Regions from separate parts of the Mus musculus genome. Here regions 1, 2 and 3 are each linked to region 4. A link is a contact called in public promoter capture Hi-C data. All regions are on one chromosome and are shown on one strand. Each heading gives the region's core, a stretch centred on a gene start, on an enhancer-like site or on the middle of the called end of the contact. The rest is flanking DNA. Distances are from core to core; before and after follow the strand shown.

Evidence for each region. Promoter capture Hi-C pulls out the DNA fragments that hold promoters and counts their contacts.
Region 1: a promoter capture Hi-C map of pre-B cells shows a contact between it and region 4, with 2.2 times the contacts expected there. The contact joins the promoter of Pmf1 here to the promoter of Il6ra in region 4. A contact is called at or near these places in 2 of 39 promoter capture datasets (liver and pre-B cells) and 1 of 115 datasets of contacts at active chromatin or transcription factors (pancreatic cancer cells).
Region 2: a contact with region 4 is called in a promoter capture Hi-C map of liver, with 2.4 times the contacts expected there. The contact joins the promoter of Crabp2 here to the promoter of Il6ra in region 4. A contact is called at or near these places in 2 of 39 promoter capture datasets (hippocampal neurons and liver).
Region 3: a promoter capture Hi-C map of pre-B cells shows a contact between it and region 4, with 5 times the contacts expected there. The contact joins the promoter of Rhbg here to the promoter of Il6ra in region 4. A contact is called at or near these places in 3 of 39 promoter capture datasets (liver and pre-B cells) and 1 of 115 datasets of contacts at active chromatin or transcription factors (pancreatic cancer cells).

Annotation. Positions count from the first base shown.
Region 1 is chr3:88,409,045-88,411,744 of GRCm38.p6, forward strand. It overlaps Pmf1 (polyamine-modulated factor 1), which reads right to left and starts at 1,353. Exons shown (of 5, transcript NM_025928.4): 1 at 1,112-1,353. The coding sequence starts at 1,263. Slc25a44 (solute carrier family 25, member 44) reads right to left here. Exons shown (of 4, transcript NM_178696.5): 4 at 1,450-2,700.
Region 2 is chr3:87,947,336-87,950,085 of GRCm38.p6, forward strand. Crabp2 (cellular retinoic acid binding protein II) reads left to right here and starts at 1,358. Exons shown (of 4, transcript NM_007759.2): 1 at 1,358-1,575. The coding sequence starts at 1,506.
Region 3 is chr3:88,253,382-88,256,081 of GRCm38.p6, forward strand. Rhbg (Rhesus blood group-associated B glycoprotein) reads right to left here and starts at 1,303. Exons shown (of 10, transcript NM_021375.3): 1 at 1,088-1,303. The coding sequence starts at 1,265.
Region 4 is chr3:89,911,882-89,914,640 of GRCm38.p6, forward strand. It overlaps Il6ra (interleukin 6 receptor, alpha), which reads right to left and starts at 1,315. Exons shown (of 10, transcript NM_001310676.1): 1 at 1,074-1,315. The coding sequence starts at 1,158.

The sequences.
Region 1 (2,700 bases), core at 103-2,602, 1.5 Mb before region 4:
TTCGCTTTTGGAGAGACAAGGCAGGGGAGTGCAGATAGCAGGGCCATGTGCGACTGCATCTTTATATTGTGAAACCTAAGATTGGCACTTCTGGCAGTTGGGCCTTAGCCAGGCCAACGAAAAGGACAGCAGGGCAAGAATTTGAGGTCCACCTGAAGCCAGCATGTCCAGTCTTCCTCTAGTCACTGTGGAAGTCACTAGAGCTCTGCTGGCTGGAGCGGGAAGGCATGGGAGGTGGCGAGCACTGAGCCTATAGTCTTTTTTTTTTGAGACAAGGTTTCTCTGTAGCCCTGGCTGTCCTGGAACTCACTCTGTAGACCAGGCTGGCCTCAAATTCAGAAATCCGCCTGCCTCTCCCTCCCAAGTGCTGGGGTTAAAGGCTTGCGCCACCACTGCCCGGCTAACATTCCTTTTTTTAAAATGTTAATTTGATTCGGTCATGTTTATGTCTAGGTATTTTGCCTGCACGTATGTATTTGCACCATGTACATGCTTAATGCCCACCAGAATAGTGTCAGATCCCCTGGAAGTGGAGTTACAAGTGGGTGTGAACCACCATGTAGGTGCGCTGCAAGATCTGCAAGATCAACGAGTGCTCTTACCACTGAGCCCAGGACATTCCTGGTTATGAGGCCTGGCACACCAGCCTGTAAGGACAGCCACTCATTTCTGAGTTCGAGACCAGCTTGGTCTACAGAGTGAGTTCCAGGACAGCCAGGGCTACAGAGAAATCCTTTCTCAAAAAAAAAAAAAAAAAAAGACTGCAAGCTCAGTGCTTGCCACCTCCCGCGCGCTCCAGCCAGCAGAGCTCTGCGCTCATCTGGCGCCCTGGCGCGTTAGGTCTACGTAAGCAGATGACCTCTGGGGAAGGACGTCGGCTGCCCTAAGGCTGCCGCGGGCCCCAGGCTGCTGCCTTGCGGGACGGTGGAGAAGACAGCAACTGCAATCCGACCTTCCCTCTACTCCTCCGCAAACCGCGGCGAGAGGTTTCAGGGGAGCAGCCCTGCTCCACCGCGGCGGGTCGCCCACGTGACTGCGCCAAGCGTATCTCGCGGGACTTACGATCCTGCGACAGACCTCCCGCCACCTCTCCCCATTGGTCGCCACCTACCTCCTGTCGGCGACTAGCTTCTGGAGGAAAGTGTCTACTATGGCGTCCAGGAGTTTCACCCTGGGGATGGTCGCGTCCCCTGGCACAGCTTCCGGAGAGGAGCCCTCAGGCCCCCTTTCCGCAGCCTCGCTATCTCGGCTCACCTCAGCCATGTTGAAATTGAACCGCCAAAATAAACTGGCCCTGCAGCTCCTCCCAACAGGACCTCCGATTGGAGGCCGCGGAATGCCCGTCACGGAGCCGGATGGGGCGGGGCAGTGGCCGAGGACGAGGAATTAGTTCTCAGCTCCGGGGGGAGGGAGGGGGGGAAGGGCAGAAAACAAAACCCAAAAGCCAGAGTTTAGGGGCTCAATAAAAACTTTTAATTACATTTCAAAGATCTCATACAGTGCAACAGTGAATATTCGCAGCTAATCTCCTCGAGTCCATTTCTAGCTAATGCTGAATGTGCATTCTTTCCCATGTGCCTCTATCCAGCCCTCCTGTCTTGCCGAGTTTCTAATTTGTGTGTTGACCAATGGGTCAACATTTCTAGCTGTTTTGGTCTCCAGTTTTGGAAAAATGGCCGCCCACTGGCTCATCTTCACCAAGGCCAATCCCAGACCCTGACCTTGGGAGAGTAGGAGTTCCGACACGGGGGTGCCTTTTACCTTTATATCCAAGGTCCTTTCAAACACAAGGGGAAAGAAGGAAAGGGAGATAGGACAAGAAAGGGAGAGGCTTAAACACCGGACAAGAAAAGTCGGGAAGGAGTAACCTAAGGTATGAAAGGTGGGAGGAACCTATGTCCACACTCTGCCCCGTTAGGAAAGACCAAAGAGCAGAGCTGTCCAATCACAAAGGTCTTGATAGTGAAAGCCTGAGAGGGGCCCTTGCTCCACTGTATTGATAGGTCTTAAGGTAGAGGTGAGGAGCGAAAGGATTTAAAATGATCTGTGGGCTTCACCCTTCAGATGACTATGGGCAAGATTGAAGGGCTCTCTCAATAAAGTGCAGGAAGTGGGGCCTGGCGGCGTCCTGTAAACCTGGAACTTAGGAGGTGGAGGAAGATGAAGAGTTCTAGGCTACCCTCTGCTACATAATGAATTCAAACCCAGCCTGGGATATATGAGACCCTGTCTCAAAAAACAAACCAAAATGCTGAGACATTAGTAGAGGGCTCAGAAGGAAACAAATACAGACTACAGCGAGTAGTAGGAGGTGTGTGTGTGGAGACTGGGTCAAGTCAGGATGGAAGAATGTGGAGCAGCCGTGAGAAACATGAAGGCTTCAGTTAGCACCTTCCAATTTGGCACCATGGCATTTCCCAAGCATCTCCCAGGCTGAAGAGCAAGATCTGCCTGCTTTCTTCCCTCCCATTCCTGGATGTGCCTCTCTGCCACCAACACAGGCTCAGTAGAGGCAGGGAAGAGGGACGCTCCTGAGGAAAGCATCAATGGTTTTGGCAGTAAGAGGCTGGTAACCAGGTGGACCTGGCCTTGGGTGCCTTCCTGACTGTATTTTTTTTTTTTTTCTGTTGCCAGCACAGGGTACCATGACTGGGATGATACTTCACAACCAAGGACAAGAAAAAAAAGGATAGTTCATAT
Region 2 (2,750 bases), core at 108-2,607, 2.0 Mb before region 4:
CGATCCAGAGGCCCTTCTGAGAGGCAGCCTTCCTCCCTCATCCTCTCAAGTTTTCCACACCCCATTATTCGGGATTGCCTCGATGAAGACCTGACTCGAGTGACACTGTCTGGCCTCTGAGTGAGGTTAATCCTTCAGGCCCTGTCCTCAGCTCAGTTCCACTCCCCAACCAAAGCCTGCCAAGTCCCCAGTTCACCAGGTCAGGGCTGCCTGTTCCAACCTTGGCCACCTAGATGAGAAGGGGCCAGGCAGGGACCTTGTTTGAGATCCTGAGGGGACTACGGGGATAGCCCCGGGAGACTGAGGGCGAATGCCAAAGAAAGGGCAAACACTTGTAGCTCCAGCACAGAGCAACGTTGTTTCTGGCTTTGGGTTACCCGCGTGCCTCCGAGGCCGCTCCTGTCCTTTCTGCTGTCTCGCTGTCTTTCCACTAGGGTTTCACCCACGTAAAAATCAGCCTCGGAGAGGCTGATTCACCGCACTTTCAGCTCTAGATAGGGACGTCTCAGACCCACCCCCTCCCCACACAGTCAGCCTTCCCCCAACCCCGGAGGCAACGCGGCAAGCCGCGGGGTGGGGGTGGGGGGTGGTGGGGGGCGCTTGGCGTCTTTCTCCCCCTCCTTGTGGCCCAGGGGGCCCAGGGAAGCGTAGCCACCGAGAAAGCGCCTTAATAAAAGAGTCGTGTCAAGTGATTGGCTGTGACCTCTGCCCTTCTAGCCTCGAGCCGGGGGCTCCTGCTTAACCCTTCATTGTCCGTCCAGGGCTTGGAGAGGAATGAATGAGTTGCCTTGTGCTCACTTCAGGCGTCCCCAGGCACTACTTGAACCCAGAGCTGAGTCAAGGGGTGGAGGACAGAGCAGCACCTCCCTGTCACCCAAAAGAACGCTTGAATTCCGAGCTGTTTCATTGAGTCCATTTCGACTGCCGGTTGCCGGGGGGGGGGGGGGGGGACAATTCTTGCGCTAGTGGGGTCTCCGGATGCCTGGAGCTGAGCTGTCCAGAGCACCAAATCTGGTAGAGAACTACTAGGGAACTGGTGAAACGGGACCTGTGTTCGCCCTGCAGGCCGAGAGAGCATCCGTGACCCAGGCGAGAGCCGTGCCCTGTTCTTGCCAGAGGCACAAACCCCGTTCTTGCCTTCTGACGCTTCTCGGTCCGCCTACTGATGCGGGAGAAGGGTATCTTGGCTCTTGGAGAACCCTGGACCCACCCACATTTCTAGAAACAGGAGGGATTCCGGAAAGGATGGGGGTGAAGTGGTCACAGAGCAGGGCCCCCAGGTGGTGTGGAAGGCGGGGCGGGGGCGGGGCCGCCTCATGCACCAGCTGGGTATAAAAGCCTAGAGCTCTGGCGCCCAGCGGCTGTGCAATTGTCCTCCACGCGGCTTGGTCCCCAGGTGGAAGGATCTGTTCTGCAAAGGAGACAGCAAAGTATCTTTAGCCTAAAGGACTCAGCGTCCAGTGTTCTAGTTGAAGATCTAAAGAGAAAGCCACCTTGCTGCCACTATGCCTAACTTTTCTGGCAACTGGAAGATCATCCGATCGGAAAACTTTGAGGAAATGCTAAAAGCTCTGGGTAAGGAGGTTTTCGTGAGTTGGGAAGGGAGGACAAGAAGGGCGCTGGGGTCTTTAGAGCAGAGGCCGAATAAACGGAAGGGGGCCGAATCAGGGAATGTACCTGGGAGCCTGCATCCTAGGAAAGGGGCGTGCCGGATACCCTGGGTCCTGGGGCACCAGGCCCAAGACTCTTAAATCCTACTTTCTGAGGCTGGGCGCCCACCAGTGCCAGCTTCAACGGTGACTCAGAGCCTGTGAAGCAAGTAGAAACCAGAAGCACGAGGTTAGTCTCAGGAGGGGTTGGCTAGCCTCGGCGCCTGGACCTGCTGACCAGGGCACCTGGCTCTGAGCTTTAAGAATCCAGAATCCAGGCAGGGAGCCCCTAGGAGACATTCCAAGATCTTTCCGCGTACCCTAACAGTAACCCAATCCAGGCGACAGGTCCATTATCCTCAACACTTGGCTCCGCCCACCAGGTGGTCCACCACTTCAGCTCCCCGACCCTCCCCCACACCTTGCACTTCCCACTCCAGTCTCCCCACCCCACCCCACCCCACCCCACCCCCACCTGTGAGACATATTTTCCTACAGCAACCGGCTCCCAAGCCCTAAAATCGCTCTGGACAATTACCACTTTCTTAGATTTCAACAAATGTCCTCGTGTGAAACACCAATCCCCATTTCCGAAAGTCTAGGATTGCCTCCCTCCTCGCCACAGACCAGCTGCACCCTGCGCAACTGGGCTGTTAGCCAAGGGTGGGAACACAGGAACCACCCAGACTTTCCCTACCCACCTTCTACTACCCTCTAGGATGCGACTGAGCTAGAAGGTATAGGAAAGGAGAGACATCTGCGGAGAGATGCAGTTAACCGCCCCAGGGAGTGGAAACTACCCCAGAGCCTAAGGGTCAGCATGCCTTCCATTTCTGCACTGGAGAGGAGCCCTGTGGTGGGGAGCAGGGGATACCCTTGAGGAGCTAGGGACTGTATAAGAGTGAGTCTGGAGCTAAAAAGAATGTTGCGAGGGCAGTAGGGCCTCTGTTCTCATCTTTCCTCGCTGTTCATTCTCTTTGTGTCAGCTAACCGCAATGATCCTTAGAGTCATACCCAGTTTTCTTGCTCCGCCCTTGCGAAATTAAAGATCAGAGAATAGAAATTTTCAGAAAAATCTATTGCTGTCTCCTCCCTCATTCG
Region 3 (2,700 bases), core at 53-2,552, 1.7 Mb before region 4:
TGGGAAAGGGCAGGGTGAGGTGGGGACAGCCTGTCAACAGCTCAGCGGCAGAAAGTGGGTTTAATAGCCTTGTTGCTTTTTGCATGCCCTTCAAACAGACATTTTCCCTCACTCCTTTTTGGTGTTTGTTTGTTTGTTTGTTTGTTCGTTTGAGACAGAGTTTTGTTAGCTCAATCTGGTCTCAGATTCACAGTGTGGCTGAGGCTGGTTTTGAACTCCAGATCATCCCTCCTCCACTACTGGAGCACTGAGATTACAGGCACAAACCATCACCCCCAGCTTCTTCCTGGCACTTGGATGAGGAACTGGAACTAGAGAAGGTTGACTTGGGCATTAGAGGGAGGGGCAGTGTGCTTGGTCCCAGATGTCCAGTGCCTCAGTTACAACCTCGAAGGAAATGCTCTGTCTCCATGAGGGGGTTAACTCCCTGTCCAGAACCTTGTCAGGAGGCAAATGGTCAGTGGTCAAGTTTATGATGTGTAAGCGCTATTCTAGCTGTGCGATCCTTGGTGGGTGATAATGGGCACCCCGCAGCCACCTTAAACTGTGAGATGAGATAATAGTGCAGCACCGAGCACAGCCCTAGCCCGCCTCACACTGGCCTTGAAACTGGCAAATGGGTCCAGGGTCCTCTCACTCTCAAACCTGGAGTGTTTGTGCTGAAACCAATCTTCGACGCCTGAACATGTGGGAATTTCACACCTAGTTCTCCCTCGTCTCCTCTGGCACCCTACCTGGCAGTCCCACCAAGATTCTCTTTCCTGTGGTCAAGCTGGACTCCTAGACAAAGTCAAATTAGCCCCAACGGAAGGTGAGACAGTAGCTAACACTGGGGCCACTTACAACTGGATTGAAGCCCCAGCTCCCCTTACTGTCTGACCCTGACTCTGACTGAGCCTTACCTCTCCTCAGCCTGAGATAGAGCATGTGCCATCCCCAGCAGTGCCTGGAACAAGAGGGACACTAGAGAAAGGGGACTATTTTAAAGCCCCGGCAGTCATCTTGGTGGCAGGAGTACCCATCAACGCCCTTCCCTACACACCCGGGACTTAGAGGCTTTGCTTCCCACGCCCTCGCCCGCACTCACTTGGGTAGCGAAAGTAAAACTCGTTGTCCACGTTACTGTGGTTGCCCCAGTGCCACAGGGCAGCGTCGGTTTCGTGGTTGTACCGGACAAAGATAGCAAAGAGGAGGGCAGTGGCGCCTTGGAAGAGCAGGCACAGCAGCGGCAGGACCAGGCGCCGGTGGCGGGGAACGCGGGCCATGAACGCGGCTGTGTTCTCCCGGTCTCCGGCAGGGCAGTGCCGGCCAAGCTGACTCCTGCCACCGCAAAGGTGAGGCCCCGCCCCCCGGAGGCCGTGCTGCTCCTTGGGGAGCCCCACCCCTCAGCTCGAGGTTGGCAGGGATTAGCCCCGCAGGTCAGGTCCTGTTTCCCATGGCCCCGCTGAGGCACCGGTGATGTGTGAGCTTCCCCAACTGTGCCCCAGCTGCCAGAGGGTGGAGAGAGGGGGAAAGGTACTCGCCCCTTTAAACCTGGTGTGAGAGATTGGCATCCAAGAAGCTAGTATCCTTTAAAGGTCCTACCTGGTTTCCCTCGGTTAATAGGAAGGAATCGGATTAATGCTGAGATCTTCCGTTGCCTGGCTGTAGAGATAAACCAGATGGCCCCTCTCAGAAGCAGTTGCCTCTACCACTCTACCACCTTTGTTGTTGTTGTTGTTGTTGTTAAAGATGTATTTAGTTATTTTATGAGTACACTGCCATTCTTTTTAGACACACCAGAAGAGATCATCAGATCCCATTACAGATGGTTGTGAGCCATCAAGTGGTTGCTGGGAATTGAACTCAGGACCTCTGGAAGAGCAGTGGGTGCTCTTAACTGCTGAGCCATCTCTCGGGCCCCAGCCTCTACCACCTTAAGTTGAGCTGAGATTACAGCTCCAACAGCCATGGTCCCTGAAGGACTCTAGCCGGTAGGGACACTGGTACTCTTGGTTCTGAAACCTGCAGTCCACAGGTGCAGGGACAGTAGGATAGCTTGCTAACCCTCTGCTCATTGTCCAGTTCTTCCACTGTCTCAGCAGGGACCTGAGCCTCTGCCCCTGCCTTTTTTGTGGACTTGGGAGGACACCTGGATTCTAGCTGTCTGGTTTCCTGTGCCAAGGGTCCAGCCAGGCACATGAAAGACCAGAGATCAGCCTCTGGTGACACAGCTCCCAGCTGGTCCATGTGGGCCCTGTCCAGAGACTCTCCATCACTCTTCAGTCAGCAGGAAGGTTAAGCATAAAGACTCAGCATCTATGGGTCACCCCCTGCGGGGGCCATCTCCTGTCCCAGGTGTGACTCCTGAGCCCTGCTTGGTGTCAGTAGTTGCTTGGGTGGTTCCAGCAGGTCTGGGAGGAAGAGCCTTCTATACCCCCAGAACTAGAGAAAGGGGAAGAGAGAGCTGTGGTCTGATTTTAACCTCCTCTTAACTCCATACCTCCCTTCATCTACAACTCCTCCAGGGCCTGACTTCCCCCTTTTCTCTTCTTCATTCATTCACTCAATAAATACTCATGTAGTGTCTACCCTGGGCTAGGTCCTAGGGTTGGAACCAGATAGTCTAGTACAAGGATATAACGGGCTTAGGCCCTGAAGGTCCCAGCCTAGCAGATGTTAGCTCTTCAATCGCTGAGTCAGGGGAGGGCTTCAGAAGTT
Region 4 (2,759 bases), core at 65-2,564:
ACCTGAAATCCCAGCACTCAAGAGATAGAGGCAGAAGAGGCACAAGTTTGAGGCCAGCCTGGGTTATGGGAGAGCCTGTCTAATATATATATATATTTTCTTTATATATATATATATAAAGAAAATATAGGTAGGGGTAACAAACCAAGCTTGAGGAATTCTACCTTCCAGGCAGAAAGAAAGCCTGGAAGCCACTGTCCCCACGACCAGCACAGGATAAATCTCCCCCATGTCCTTTGGCTCTTTCTATGTTGTTGAATAAGCCCTCAGCCCCTAAAATAACCTGTAGAGAAGCAGTCTCCCAGTTCCTCCAGAAGAGACCAGGCAGGCTGCTGGGCCTGAAGCCAGAGCCCACAGAGAGGCCTAGACCTACAAGGCAGAGTGCAAGGAAGGTAAACACAGTGCCCCTACCCTACCCTCCGCCTGGTCCACCTGCTAATCAGGGAGGGCTGGGGCAGGGGGCGGAGGCACAGTTCCAAGAGGTCCCACATCCTTTGCTGTCAAACTCACAGGATTGGGATGGATGTGGGTGTTGGCATTCTGCATGCTAGGGCTAGTTGGCTAAAGGAGTAAGTTTGTGAGGCGGGAACACCCATGACTCAGAGCCCATGATGTCAGACCCTTCACCGTCGGGTCACTGTCATTACACACGACATGGAATGTAGTAGAACTAAGGAAAGCCACGCGAGGTGCCACAACTAAAGCAGAGAGAGCCAGTGGCATAAAGGACTCTCCAGAAGGGACTACTACTGTTCCACTAGGGCGCGCCCTCTGGGTATCTCTTTTTGGAGCGACCCGGGATGCAGTTGAGTAAGACTGGGAACACTGGGAACCAGACACCAGAGTCAGGTTTCAGGAAAACACACTGTCCTGTACTCAGACTTGAGGTAACTGGCCAGACACAGACAGGAGCACGCAGTTATAGGCGCTAGACGCAACAGGGGGCGCGCGAACCTCCACCGCGTCAGCACAGGTGAGTCAGCCCAGGCTAGCAGCCGGTACCGGCGGGGCTCACTCTGCGAACGGAACCAGACAGTGTCACATTCCCCACGCCCGCTCCGGGTTCCTCTTACCCAGCGCGCGGCAGCTCCCGAGGACCAGCGCGACCGCGGGCGCGGCCAGCAGGGCGACCAACAGCGTGCAGCCGACGGTCAGCATGCTTCCTTCTACGCGGGACGGCGGGCGGCAGAGCGGCTCCGCAGCCGGGGCCGGGCGGCCGGCAGACTGGGGCAGCGAGAGCAGTCGCCCTCGGCCTCGGGCTCCACACTCAGCTCGCACTGCGAGCGCTCGCCCCGGCGTGGCTCAGATCGGTGTGGGCGCGACTTCCCACATGCACGTGACACACAGCAGCCGGCCGTCCTGGCAACAGTGAAACATTTGAGGAACCGGTGCTGAAGCTCCTCTTGGCAGCCCCGGCTCGCGGTTACGAAAGCCCAGTAGGATGGCGCAATCGGCCAGCGCTCCGGGCCACCGGAGGGGGTTACTTCCTGCAGCCGCGCCACACCTGAGCCCCCAGGGACCCCCACCAGGGCCCCTCCCCAGGTTTTGACGCTGAGATAAGGAGAAATATCCCCCTCCTTCCTTCCATCCGCGCCTCCGCTTGAGTTTTGCTTTCATGAGCGCCAGCCAGTGGCTCTGGCTGTTAAAGTAGAAGGCAGGTCAGTGTCCTGGGTGCTTACGGGAATCAAACAGGGAATCCGAAAAGACACCGATGTCTGCTTCGAGCCCAGAGATTGTGATTTAATTGGTCTGAAGGAAAACTTAGGCGTCCATAACCTGAGAAAAAGATTTCCTCTCATCTTCCAGTGGAGGAGCAGCTCTTTGAAGGCTACTGCAGAGGCAACGAAACCAGTGTGCGCTTTTGAGTCTGGCCCAGAGACACATGTGTTACCCTCCTCAAGATTGCTATCCCGATCCGGAAGTCTCAGTTTTCTCACCTATTAGAGATGTATTTTTAAGCCCATGATAAAGATTCCTGGAAACACTGTCGATGTACCTGGAGCCTAACTGCTCAACAAGGAGTAGGGCTTTGATTACCCATCATGACTTGACTGGACACAAAGGAACCGGCGTTTGCTATTTACCAGACTCCACCAAGGTTCCCTTCCAAGCTACAGAGCTTGAAGCTACAGGGCAGCTTCCCATGCAAATGCAGAGGGAAAGAAACACACTGAAAAGAAAATTTAGGGCTGGTGAGATGGCTCAGCGGTTAAACGCACTGACTGACTTCCGGAGATCATGAGTTCAAATCCCAGCAACATGGTAGCTCACAACCATCTGTAATGAGAAACAAATAAAACCTATGGGCCTGAGCGAGCCGGGCCGGAGCAAGAGGGAGAAGGGAAGGGATAAGAAAAAAAAAAGAAAGAAAAGAAAATGTAGATGGGGAGCCCTGGACCTACACCAGTATGTTTTAATGTATTCTTCCATTTCAGGGTTCAGCTGATTAGAGTCCATGGGGCAACTGGAATGTGTGTGTGCTGGCTGAACCCCTAAATAAGACATGACCTTATTTAAGCAACATGCTGGCCTCAGACCTAGGCATCCACCGCTCTCTGTGGATGTCAGAACCAAACCTGTACCCAGGACAATGGGATTGGTTTTGATGGCACTTCCTCAGCCACGCTATAAGTCGGAGAGAAAGGCATGGTTGTTCTCTCTCCCTGTGGTGGGGCAGGCATTTGGGAAGCAGAAGCAGGTGAATAGCTGTGAGTCTAAGGCCCTGTCTAAAAAAAATACATATTTTTTTCTCCTGCTAT